Regions from separate parts of the Ovis aries genome. Here region 1 is linked to region 2. Evidence: chromatin contacts called from public Hi-C data. All regions are on one chromosome and are shown on one strand. Each heading gives the region's core, a stretch centred on a gene start, on an enhancer-like site or on the middle of the called end of the contact. The rest is flanking DNA. Distances are from core to core; before and after follow the strand shown.

Evidence for each region. A called contact is a pair of places that touch in the nucleus more often than the background predicts.
Region 1: a contact with region 2 is called in a Hi-C map of blood, with 2.0 times the contacts expected there. The contact joins the enhancer-like site here to the promoter of CIC in region 2. A contact is called at or near these places in 2 of 16 Hi-C or Micro-C datasets (both in blood).

Annotation. Positions count from the first base shown.
Region 1 is chr14:50,643,011-50,649,098 of ARS-UI_Ramb_v3.0, reverse strand. It overlaps DEDD2 (death effector domain containing 2), which reads right to left. Exons shown (of 5, transcript XM_004015286.5): 5 at 1,366-2,567. The coding sequence ends at 2,176. Among named protein-coding and RNA genes, the nearest start is that of DEDD2, 14 kb to the right of the region's middle. Within about 2 kb of position 2,723, at least 19 of the 54 cell types and tissues checked have an H3K27ac peak or open chromatin away from gene starts, as enhancers often do.
Region 2 is chr14:50,586,489-50,593,122 of ARS-UI_Ramb_v3.0, reverse strand. It overlaps CIC (capicua transcriptional repressor), which reads left to right and starts at 2,330. Exons shown (of 21, transcript XM_042230945.1): 1 at 2,330-2,833; 2 at 5,558-6,634. The coding sequence starts at 5,569.

The sequences.
Region 1 (6,088 bases), core at 1,474-3,973, 56 kb before region 2:
CTATTCCCACCCCAGCCAAGAGCCCTCTAGCTGAGGGTAGGAGAAAGCTCAGGGAAACCCCAACTTGCCTTCCCAACCTGCCTGCAACAGCGAGGAGAGCTGTTTTCTATCTCAGTACTTCTCTACTCCTCAGGCAAATCACTTTCACTCTCTGAACCCATTTCCTGTCACAAATGGTAAAATCCCTACTTTACACAGTGGCAAAGTATTAAATAGATCTTATTTAGGTGCCCAGAGAAGATAAATGGAGACAGTCTGGGATGGACCAGGTCTTGACTCCTGGGCAGGATTCAACTCCTGGACTTGCCACTGTATCCCTGCCTATCAACTCAGGTCAGGGGTCCAGGACAGGTTCCCAGGTGCAGGTTTTCATTTCAGTTCAGTCTCTTCAGTCGTGTCCAACTCTTTCCTACCCATGGACTGCAGCATGCCAGGCTTCCCTGTCCTTCACTAACTCCCAGAGCTTGCTCAAACTCATGTCCATCCAGTTGGTGATGCTGTCCAACCACCTCATCCTCTGCCATCCCCTTCTCCTCCTGCCTTCAACCTTTCCCAGCATCAGGGTCTTTTCTAATGAGTCAGTTCTTCGCATCAGGTGGCCAAAGTATTGGAGCTTCAGTTTCAGCATCAGTCCTTCCAATGAATATTCAGGACTGATTTCCTTTAGGATTTGATCTCCCTGCAGTCCAAGGGACTCTCAGGTATGCGTAGCGCATCCTTTCCCCCAGGAAAAGCCAGCAGTTGGGAACCCCTGCCCACCCCATCCCTGGGCCCCTTCTCCCCTAGGAAGGAAAACCCTGGATATTGTGTAAGAAACTTGAGTTCCTACAGTCTTAAACAAGGAGTGGGTAAAGAGTAAGAAGCTACAACCTCAGCTGTAGCCATAGGATACCAGGAAGAAATACTTGCCCTCAGGAGGAGGAACAGAGATCCAGGTTTTAAGATAACTGCCTAGAAGGTGTGAGGAGTGGAGAGCCACTTGGAGATGCTTTCTAGGCAGAGAACACCGGCTGCTGAGCCCTTTGGTTTCCAAACCCTTGGAACTCTGTTGGCCTTGGAAGATAAGAAGCTGGCCCTCCTCACTGAGGGTTAAAAATGCCAGCACTCCCCAGAACATACCAGAACAAAGCATGTGTGAGTAAGCCTGGGAGAGCCTTTGTGATTCCAAGGCAGTATCTCCTCCTTCGATAGATGAGGAAACTGAACCCAAGAGGAGGGCAAGACTGGGGCAGCAGCCAGCACATGATGGTCCAGCATCCTGCCCACCCTCCAGCCCGACACCAGGCCAGGAACTCTGGGACTGATGCCGGCCCTGGTTCTCACCAGCTCCTTCCTCCAGCCCATGAAGAAAGAGTACAGCCCTGCTGCCCACCTTGTGCCCCATCCAGGGCAGTTTTATTGGTGCCATTGGTACAAGGCCTTGGCCAACAGCCCCAAGCCTTTGCCTCCCCCTTTTCTGAGAAGGAAGCTGGATCCTTGGCCTGGCCTCCTAGGAAACAACACATTTGGTCTGATGTGGCTGCAACACACACGTGACACCCTGGGCACAGATCTGTGTGCAAGTCTGTGTCCAACTTCAAGGAGCAGGAGAGAGTGGAGGCCAGGTTCGTGGGTGGAGCCCCAGCTGGCTGTAGAGATGTGTGGGCAAGGTGAGCAGGCCCCTGGTGCACCCCAGCTCCAGTGCCCACTGGTGTGGCTGAAGCTCAGGGCTGAGGGACCGTATAATCAGAGATCCTGAGAGAGAAGCCTGAAGGCCAAAGAAGTAAGTGGAGCAGGCCAGGGCAGGCGCCCAGGGGTGGTTTCAGAGAGGGTAATGTGAGTGCACACACACAGCCCAGGCGTGGGAGACAATGTGCAAGGGGCCGTTGGTGAGAGGGGCTATGCCTCCCTTCCTTTCAGATCTGCATGCCTGAGCCCCTGGCCTGCTGAAGCTGAAGGAACACACCTAAGGGTGGGGTAGGGGGTGGGGGGAGACCAGGAAGGAAACTCAGCTGGAAGTGGTTTAGGCCTCAGAGCCCACATCCTATGGGAGGGTCTAGCGAGGGGCCTGGTGTCTGTCAGAGTCTGCGGCACTGCTGGAGTGACAGTCCTCTAGGGGCAGAGATGGTCGACATCCTCCCAGGGAGAAGGTGGCCCAGAGGCGAGGAGGTGGGGTCAGTCCTGCCACATTCAGGATCAGGAGGCCTCGGGCGAGCGCTGTCCCCCCTCCTCCTCCATCAGCAGCAGGCGGCGCCGGCCAGCTTCGTAGTCGGCCTCGTCCACGCTGACCAGCAGGCGGACGGCCTCCCGGCCCACCGCCTCGCGTAGCGCCTCAGTCAGGAACACGCCCCGCAGGGCCTGCAGCAGGGCACCGCTCAGGTAGTCGCCCCAGAAGGCGTCCAGGTAGGAGAGCTCGGAGAACTTGATGTCGCACACCACGGAGCCCAGGTCCCGGGAGCGCAGCACCGCGGTGGCCTGCCCAAACACGTCCAACTGCCGAGCCAGTGCCTGGGGCCGCCGCGAGGCCACGCCCTGCTCCAAGGCTGGCCCGTGTTCACAGTACTCTGCTCGCACCCTGAGCCGGATGTCTGCGGAGAACGAGGGACTGGTCAGGGAGGGGCCGCCACCCGCCCTCCCCTCCCCGCTGCGCCTCAGCGTGAGTTGCACTGCCCCGGCCCTACATCCTTCCTCCTCCTGGTAACCACACCCAAGTGTGGGTGACACCCTCGCTCGCTTGGGCTTGCTCTTGCGGTCTGACCTGCTCCCTCCTGACCTGCTGGCCCTGTGCTTCCCCTCACGTGCCCCACTCCAGCCACGCCACCTCCGTGCTCCTCCCCCCAACACCCAGCAGGTTCCGCCTGGCTCTGGCCCTCCCGTCTTCCAGCTAGGGATGGTCTCTCCCCACTGTCCGTTCTCTCCTCAGTGTCTGCAGGACTTATTCTCTCATCTCCTTCAGGTTCAAGTGCCGCCTTCCCAATGATCCTATTCCGACCATCCAACCTACCACCGCCCCTGGGCCTCTGCACTTCCCAGACCCCATTCCATTTCTGCTCCATTTCCTCCCCCGGCACTTAGCATCTTCTAACCCACCCCGAGCTTTCATTCACTGTCAAGCTAATCACCTATCTGCCCCCACTGTGAGCTCCCTGAAGGGATTTTTGTTTCTTGTTCACTTGTATAGGTAGCCTCGTGGCACATGGTAGGTACTCAATACACATTTGTGAAAGAACCAACGCATGAGTAAATGGATTGGCTTTTAAGTAACCAGCCGTCCCCCTCTTCTCCCAACCATATCCTCAGGCCCCCACCCACCAAGGCAGGCACCAGGCCCAGGAGACTCAAGGCCAAATTGGGCTGGCTCTACAGAAGCAGGCACTCTCGTTCCACAAAGGCTGCCCAGAAGGTGGGCTCTGAGCCCAGGCCTGCTGGGGGCCATTCTGCCAGGGGCGGGGAGAAGGAAACCTATACAAGGCCAGAGACAGACAGGAAAAGACTCCTGAGTTCATCATGTGTACATGGAGCACCTGGATTTTCAGCTCTGATCAATTTCCTTTCTGCTTAAGCCAGTCTGAGGTATGTCTGTCACTTATAACCCTGCCCACATCCACCCAAATGACGTGGCAGCTCTGGGCAGGGGGTGGGACGTGGGACTTCCAAGGCCATCTCTGTAAACGTGACCTCAGGCATATCCCTTCCCCTCAGTTCAGTGGAATCACTGAACTCCCACCTGTGAATCTGACTGCTGACTACTGATACCCACTCACAACACAGGCTGCCCTGAGGATCAAGTGTAAGCTGGAAATGACAAGCAGCAGAGTCATATGAATTCATTTAATCCTCAAACGACCCTGTGAGGCAGGCCCTAGTATCCCCCCAATTTACAGATAAGGAAATGAAGGCAGATGAGGAAAAGGGGACAACAGAGGATGAGATGGTTGGATGCCATCACTTACTTCATGGACATGAGTTTGAGCAAACTGCAGGAAATGGTGAAGAACAGGGAAGCCTGGCCTGCTGCAGTTCATGGGGTCGCAAAGAGTCAGACATGACTTAGCGACTGAACAACAAATGAAAGCACAGAGAAGTGACCTGCCCAAGGTCCCACAGACAGGGAATGGTAGCGTGACAGTGCGAGGATCAGAGGGCAGTGACCCTCCCATGCCCCAGACAGCAGCTTCAGGTCAGTGGAGCTGATCCCACCCCAAGACCCTTCAGGCACTAGCTATGTGACCTGAAACAAGTCACCACCTCTCTTGAGCCCAGGGTCTTGCCTAAACCAGGGGACAGTCCCTCCTGGAGAGGGTTATTCAGACGACCGTCCGCCAGCGGGTGCTACAGAAGGGCAGGCACCAGCAGCTCAGATGCAGGGGCACGTTCACCATTTTTGACTGACGAGGCCGATGAAGCTCTGGGAGGGGAGTGTCAGGTCCCTGACTCCTTTCACCTTTCAGAGACTGTGTCAGCTGCAGAGCAGAAAGCAGCAGGCAGGTCCCCGCTTCCCCAGGCAACTTCTCAGCACCACCCACTTCCTCCTCCCACCCCAAACCCCAAACGCTTCCTCTTTCTGCCTCAAGGGGAAGCTGACCCTCTCTGCTCGAGGCCTAGGAAAACCTGCTCAGCCTCGACCCCCAGGACTTCCCACGACATGCAGGCCTGGCTCCCTCCATCCTAGGATCAGACAAGACTTCTGGGCCCACATCCTTGACACCTCTGAGTGTCTGACCAGGCCCTCAACAGGCATGAGCTGGGAAGCAGGGGACCGGGGGGGAGCAGCACCTGTCCAAGGCCACACGGGGGTGCTCAGCAGCAGAGGCACAGAGCCAGGTGGCGGAGAATGACAGACCTTGAGGCGAGTCCCGGCTCTGCCACTCTCTAGCTGTGGGGCCTTGGGCATGTGACCTCACCTCTCTGAGCCTCAGCTTCCCCATCTGAAAAACATAAACAAACAAGAGGTCCCTGCTGCACGACGGGGTCATGAGGATCAAATTAGGCAGCGCATGAAGCATTCGACCCAGAGCCTAGGCACAGAAGGCACCCCAAAAACAGGAACTGTGATTTCGACACTCCCCTCTACCCCCATGGCCCCTGCCTAGGCCCTGCGCCCGCTCACCTGGGCCCGAGCCAGTGTCCTCCCTCGTCTCCTCCTGCAATCCCAGCTCCATCCTCCATACGCTGCCCTCCAGTCACAAGGGCAGTGCTCCCAGCACAAGCCTTACTCACAGAATGAGCTGGCCATCTCTACTGCCCAGAATGCCCATCACCCACCAAGGCCTGGCTCACTTGCAGCCTGGGGCCTGCAGCCGCCCCCTAGCTGGCATTTCCCCTAAGCACAGCCAGCTACTAGACCTGTGGGAGAGCCTGTCTATTCACACAGAGCCCACCGGGCACGGTCAGGGAGGAAGGAGGACTGGACCGGGGGGACCCGCACATCCCTTTCATTCTTCTGTTTGACAGGTATTTACTAAGTGCCAGGAGCGCTGGGGAGACACAAGTAGGACTGGAAGACCTGTGAGCCGCAACCAAGGAGCACTCTGTGCGGGTCACACCCTGTGTGCTCTCCTGTGGTCAGTCATGTCTGACTCTTCACGACCCCATGGACTGTAGCCCGCCAGCCTCCTCAGTCCATGAAATTTTCCAGACAAGAATACTGCAGCAGATTGCCATTTCTACTCCAAGGGATCTTCCCAACCCAGGGACTGAACCCGCATCTCTTGCATCTCCTGCACTGCCTGGTAGATTCTTTACCACTGCGCCACCTGGGAAGGCCACAGCACACGTGACATTCAGTACTTACTGCACCAAATACTCCTTTACACCTGGTGACCCTTTTGATGATGCCTGCAACCTTATGAGGCTGTGCTGCTGTCCCCTTTTTGTAGATGAGGAAACTAAGGCAGAGAGTCACCTGCCCTGGGCCACACAGGCAGGAAATGGCAGAGCTGGAATTCCAACCTAGATGCTTGCCTCTAGAGCCCAAGCTCTCAACTATCCCTAAACTGTGTGCTGCCTCTCACACAACCATACACAGAAGTCTATAATTAAAAGACATTCCAAGGGTCAGGAGAGAAAATTATAGAGTGCGAGTTGTAATTTAGATCAAAATGATCAG
Region 2 (6,634 bases), core at 1,081-3,580:
CCCAACACCACGTAAGCTCCCAATGGGCTATGTAAACTTTGGCCCAATATGCACCTCCCCATGGACAGTATACTTAATCTCTTTCATATCTGTGACAAAGTTAACACAGACAGTGAACATCACTAAGCATGGGGAACTTTCTGTGGCTGCTGTGAACACCTGTGGGACAGCATGAACCATTTTCCAAGGGTCTACCTAAATGTGCTGTGGGAACTCTCTGATGAATATAAGTTTGTTCAGACCCACCCATACTCAGCTATGCAGATGACACCACCCTTATGGCAGAAAGTGAAGAAGAACTAAAGAGCCTCTTGAAAGTGAAAAGAGGAGAGTGAAAAAGTTGGCTTAAAGCTCAACATTCAGAAACCTAAGATCATTGCATCTGGTCCCATCACTTCATGGCAAATAGATGGGGAAACAGTGGAAACAATGGCTGACTTTATTTTTCTGGGCTCCAAAATCACTGCAGGTGGTGATTGCAGCTATGAAATTAAAAGACAGTTACTCCTTGGAATGAAAGTTATGACCAAGCTAGATAGCATATTAAAAAGCAGAGACATTACTTTGTCAACAAAGGTCCATCTACTCAAGGCTATGGTTTTCCAGTGGTCATGTATGGATATGAGAGTTGGACTATAAAGAAAGCTGAGTGCCGAAGAATTGAAGCTTTTGAACTGTGGTGCTGGAGAAGACTCTTGAGAGTCCCTTGGACTGCAAGGAGATCCAACCAGTCTATCCTAAAGGAGATCAGCCCTGGGTGTTCATTGGAAGGACTAATGTTGAAGCTGAAACTCCAGTACTTTTGGCCACCTGATGTGAAGAGTTGACTCATTTGAAAAGACCCCGATGCTGGGAAAGATTTCAGGGCATGAGGAGAAGGGGACAACAGAGGATGAGACGGTTGAATGGCATCACTGACTCAATGGACATGGGTTTGGGTGGACTCTGGGAGTTGGTGATGGACAAGGAAGCCTGGCATGCTGCAGTTCATGGCGTTGCAAAGAGTCGGACATGACTGAGCAACTGAACTGAGCTAACGTCTACCCTATGGGCATAGTATAAACAGCTCTGTAAAATTTCCCTCAACTCAGGGCCCATTCAATATGGGCCTACTCAGTATGGGCCCACTCAATATGGAAGTGCAAACTCTCTTTTAGAATGATATTAAAATAGCAGTAATAATAGGACAGTATAAGGTAGTATAACTCATGACATAATATAGTGTGTTCAGTTGCTAACCTGCCTCTGACTCTTTGCAGCCCCATGGACTGTAGCCCGCCAGGCTCCTCTGTTCATGGGATATTCCGAGAATACTGGAGTGTGTTGCCATTCCCTTCTCCAGGGGATCTTCCTGACCCAGGGACTGAACTCATATCTCCTGCATTGGCAGGCGGACTCTTTACCACTGAGCCACCTGGGAAACCCTGTAATATAATAGCATAAGAAATAGTGTAGGACTCTTTCCCAGTGTGAACTTCTTGCAGACAGTGAAATTTCTGCCACTCTCAAGGGAAATCTGTGGACAGCTGATAATGTGAATCTCGTGGATAATGTCAATCTCCTTCATACTCAGTGAATCCCACTGGACAACTGAGATTTCCCTATAGCTCAAAGTGAACTGACCATGTCACAATATACTCTCTCACTTGTAGTGTGAATGTTATAGGCGTACGGCCCTGCAATAGTCTGGGTGCATTTTCTTCATATCTGGTGTGAACCCCGTATCTGGGCAGCAGGAATCTACTACCAACAGGGCATATCCTTCTCCTCCCAACCCCAGTGTGATCCCTCCCCCCAGCAGGTGTGAACACCTACAAAGTGTAAGCTCTGCACGGAAGGCAGTGATGCTCCACGAAGGGCTGTATTTCCCCATCTCAAGCCTTCCTCTCACCCCACGCCCAGGGGCGCTATCAGAAAACTGAGCCGCCCTAAATGTCAAAGTCTTGGGGAAGGTGGCCTGTCCCCAGGGTCACCAAGCCCCAGGCCACGCGCGGAGACAACTCCGCAGCGCGCGCCACCACACAAGTGCTAGTTCTCTACCCTCCCGATGGCAACAGGGCTTTCCGCGGGGCCGCGCCAGACTTTCTGAGACTGTTGATTGGTTGTAGTCGCGGCCACCCGGCAGCCAATCAAACGGGGGAAAGGTGACATCACTTATGCTCCTTCCCTCCCCCCCCAAACTTCCCTACTCCCAGCTACCGGCAGCAACAACCACATGGGGGAGGGGTAAGAGAGTAGAACCCGGTGAGGTCATTGCACCGCCCCGACCGCTGCTGATTGGGTACGGGGCTCGAGGGTGGCGGTTGGCTGCTCCTCGCACCTCCCCCTTGAGCCGCTACCGCCGCCACTGAGAGGAGCCAGCAGCGACGCCAGAGCCGGGAATCCGGGTGAGTCGGGGCCCTGGGTCTAAGATGCTCCTGGCGTCCAGTGAGACTCACGAGGAACTGCCCTTTCGACTTTTTCTCCTCGCACGGGTTCTTCAGAGCTCCAGGCACTCTGTCACATGGGAGTTGTAGTCTGCCATGTACTGTCGACTATGGGCCAGAGACGTAAGAAGACTATCACTCCCAGCAGGAATTGCGACCAGCCGGTCAACAAACGCTCAGGCCACGCCTTCCAAGCCTGCTCATTGGAGAGCCGGTCCCTTAGCCCCGCCTTCTTGCACTTCATTGGCTACTGTCCTTCATAGAGGCTGGGTTCCGGCCTAGAGTGTAAGACGACTGGGTACTGTATTCGTCATTCTGAACTAAGACGGACTACGGTTGGTCAATGTTGATGTCCATCACTTCTTGTAGGGCAGGACCCTAGGCTGATCGGGCGGTCGTAGGCTCAGGTTGGTGTCGGTCCCAGAGGGAGGCCGATCTTGGACTTTGGCCCCACCCCCTCGCGCTGCCGGGTGGGCACGATTGGCTGTGGCAAGCGTCGCTCGTCATTGAGAGGCGGAGCCGACCAAGCTCTGAGTATCTATTGGTCTAGGACGGCGCCGGTCAGCGGGGTTGTGGCCGCTGATTGGCTGACTGCTCCAGCTGTTGCAGGTCCATTCACCATTTTGTGTGTTGGAGTAAAAAAAAAAGGGAGAATCGAGAGGGAGAGCCGGAGGGGGGGCGGGGAGGGACCGGACCGGACCGAGCCGGGGCCACGGCCCCCCGCCCCGAAACCCCGCTGAGCCCGAGGTGAGGGGCGGGGCCAGGGCTGACACAGGCAGGGGGGATTTGGGGTGCTGGGGGCCGAGAGGGGACAGGTGGCAGGGACGGGGAAGGGGTACAGGGGAAAAGGGGTGAGTGGGATGATGGGAAGGTGGGATAGAGTAGAGGAAGTGGTGGGGAGAAGGAGTGACAGAAAAAGGGTGACGAGGGGGTGGTGGGCAGAGACTTGGTAACAGGAATGGAGGGGTGACAGGTCTAGATCAGGGTGACAGGGATAGAGAGGGGACAGAGTTGGAGGGGGTGACAAGGAGAGGTGATGGGGAGAGAAGGTGACAGGTCCAGAGATGGCTGACATGAGAGTGACTGGGAGGAGGGGGTGACAGAGATAGATGAGGGTGACAAGGAGGGAGTGACAGAGGAGGGGGCCTAGGGCCTGTGAAGAGAGAGGTGGAGATAGAGATGGTGACAGGATGGGAAAGAGAGTGGCAGAGATGCTGGTGTCAGGAGGCCTGATGGGAGCAGAGGACATGAGACCCTGAGAAGCCTAGGCCAGCCTGGGCTTCAGGAGTTACTGCTTAGATTCTGAGGGAGGTGAGGGCCCAAGAGGGCCTTGGGTGGGAGTTATCCTGAGAGGGTGGACAGGAAGAGAGTAGGCCCCAGGGGAAAAAAAGAGGCTTGGTTTCTGGTGTGAAGAACTTGGACCAGGCAGTGTGGTTGTAGGCCCTGGGTGGGGTATGCAAAGGTTTGTGTTGGGCCCGGTCTCAGTGCCCAGGACGGTGGCCCAGCGGGCCAGTGGGAAAAGGTGGTGGTGGCTGTCCAACTCCTGGATACTTGGGTGCCTGCCGCATTGTGAGAAGCCCTGGGGCCCCCAGCCTCTGCCCGAGAGGACCCCAGGATTGTCTCAGAGAAGGGGCAGCCTGGGACTGCAGGTTCCTAAGCAGCAGCAGGCCCCAAGTGGGAGAGCATGAGGTCGGGGTCCCGGGGGAGCCTGAAGGCTGAGTCAGGGGTGCCTCGGATCTTCTTTGGCTTATGGTCCTGGGTCCCCCAACCCTGCCGGGGGCCCCCTTTTTGGCCTCTCAGGTTCTTTTAGTCACTTCAGAGTGAAGTTTTTTCCCTTCTCTTCTCTCAGGGCAGCCTGAAAGGGGGCGGGCAGTAATGACTGTTCAGGAAGTGGGTGAGGTTGGCCTGCTGGGCTTGTCCTGCTGTCTTTGACCTTCTCCCACTTACCCCCACCTGGAGTCCGAGGGCATATTTGGGGACCAGGGGGGCCTAGTCAGCTCAGCCACCCTGCCAGAGCCAGCCCGGGCAGGGCGGGGATGCAAGCAGGCCAGAAGGGGGGTGGCTGGGCTTTCGGGTATCACGCTGGGTGCTGTGGGGGGAGGGGCAGGCTCCCATCCAGAGGGACCGTGAAACCCTGGGGTGTAGCCCTGTGTCCCACTGTGTGATGTGTGTGTCTCTGTGTGTGTGTGTGTGTGTGCTATGTGTGTGTGTGTGTGTGCGCGCACTTATGTACAGCCCTGTGGTAGCACTGGGTATGAGCTCTTGCCCCAGACGTGCCCCTGCCTGTTCTCTGCCAGGATCTAGGGAGATGGCTGTACCTGGCAGGCCTGGGGTGCAGAACAGAGTGGGCAGCTGTCCCTTGGGACTTGCAGCTGCCCACTCCTTCCCACAATGCCTGGCCATGCCAGGCTGTCCGGGGCTGGGGTGGGGGTGGTAGAGAGAGGCTCACATCGCAGCCCAGTCACCTCCCTTTCTGTGACTGTGTGCTTGTACATTTGTGTGTGTGAGTGCGTGTGTTCTCTGGGCAGTGACAGTGCAAGGAAGCGTGCCCTCTGGATCATGTGACAGGCAGCACACTGAAATGGTTAGGAGCACAGACTCTGGGGCCAGATTACCTGGGTCCAGATCTCAGCTCTGCCATTTCCCAGCCGGATGGATGTGGACGAGTGGCTTGATCTCTCTGTGCCCCAATTTCCTCCCGTGTAAATGCAGCTGATGGTAGCATCCGCCTCTTAGGGCTGTGGTGAGGATGCAATAGGTTAATAAAGGCAAGTCTAGCCCAGGGCTTGGCACAGAGTGAGTGCTCCATAGGTATGAACTGTTACTTTTAGTCGTGGTTCCCTTGGGGCAGTCAGAGTGTGTGCCTGCACCTACTGTCCTCTGCCGAGAAAGCAGAGTATGTGAGTGTTCCCAAGGAACCAGAGCATATAGCTCAGGGCATATGGGTGCCAGTCTGTGTCTGGGTGCCGGCCAGGGGCCCACAGGAGTTGAACACAGCCAGGCAGGAGACCTTGGGGATCATGGAGTTGAGGAAGTAACCCTAGCAAGTGGGAAGTCTCGGGGGACACTGGGTCTAGGGGGGGTTCCTGAGGTTGCTCCCAATGATCCCTGTCTATCCTCTCACCCGGCAGGCGGACAAAAGATGAAGCCCATGAAAAAGGCGTGCACCAGCCTTCCAGGTTCTGGCAGCAGTGGCAAGTCCCCACCAGCCACCAGGGCCAAGGCCCTGAGGCGGCGAGGGGCTGGGGAGGGGGACAAGCCAGAGGAGGAAGACGACGAGGCGCAGCAGCAACAGCCGGGGCCAGAAGAGGCTGAGGAGGGCGAGGAGGAGGAAGCTGAGCGGGGCCCGGGGGCCGAGGGCTTGCCCCAGGAGCTGCAAGCCGATGACTCGGCCCCAGGCCCAGCCGAAGAACCCAAGGTGGAGGGGGAGGCGGGCCGCTGGGAGCCATCACTCAGCCGAAAGACGGCCACGTTCAAGTCACGAGCGCCCAAGAAGAAGTATGTGGAGGAGCATGGCGCCGGCAGCGGCAGCAGTGCAGCGGCGGGTGCCCCTGAAGAGCGGGCACGGACCCCCGAGGAAGCTGGCGCCCTGGGGGTGCCTCCACGGCCACCCACCTCCACGCGCTCCTCCTCCACCGACACAGCCAGCGAGCACTCAGCCGATCTGGAGGATGAGGCGGCCGAAGCCTGTGGTCTGGGCCCCTGGCCCCCTGGCAGCACCAGCGGGGGCTACGACCTGCGGCAGCTACGGTCCCAGCGAGTCCTGGCTCGGCGCGGGGACGGCCTCTTCCTGCCGGCTGTGGTGCGCCAGGTGCGCCGAAGCCAGGACCTGGGTGTGCAGTTCCATGGGGACCGGGCCCTGACTTTCTATGAGGGGGTGCCTGGCGGGGGTGTGGATGTGGTTCTGGATGCCACACCCCCACCAGGGGCGCTGGCGGTGGGCACAGCGGTCTGTACCTGCGTGGAGCCTGGCATGGCAGCCTACCGGGAGGGTGTGGTGGTGGAGGTGGCCACCAAGCCCGCCGCCTACAAGGTCCGCTTTGGCCCTGGCCCCAGCTCCCAGCTGGGCCCAGCCGCCCTGCCGCAGCTGCCTCCGCCACCACACCGGGAGCCCGAGGAGGCGGTGTGGGTGGCCCGCTCCAGCCTCCGCCTGCTGCGGCCCCCCTGGGAGCCTGAAGCCCTGCCAAGGAAGCCCCCGGCAGGCCCTG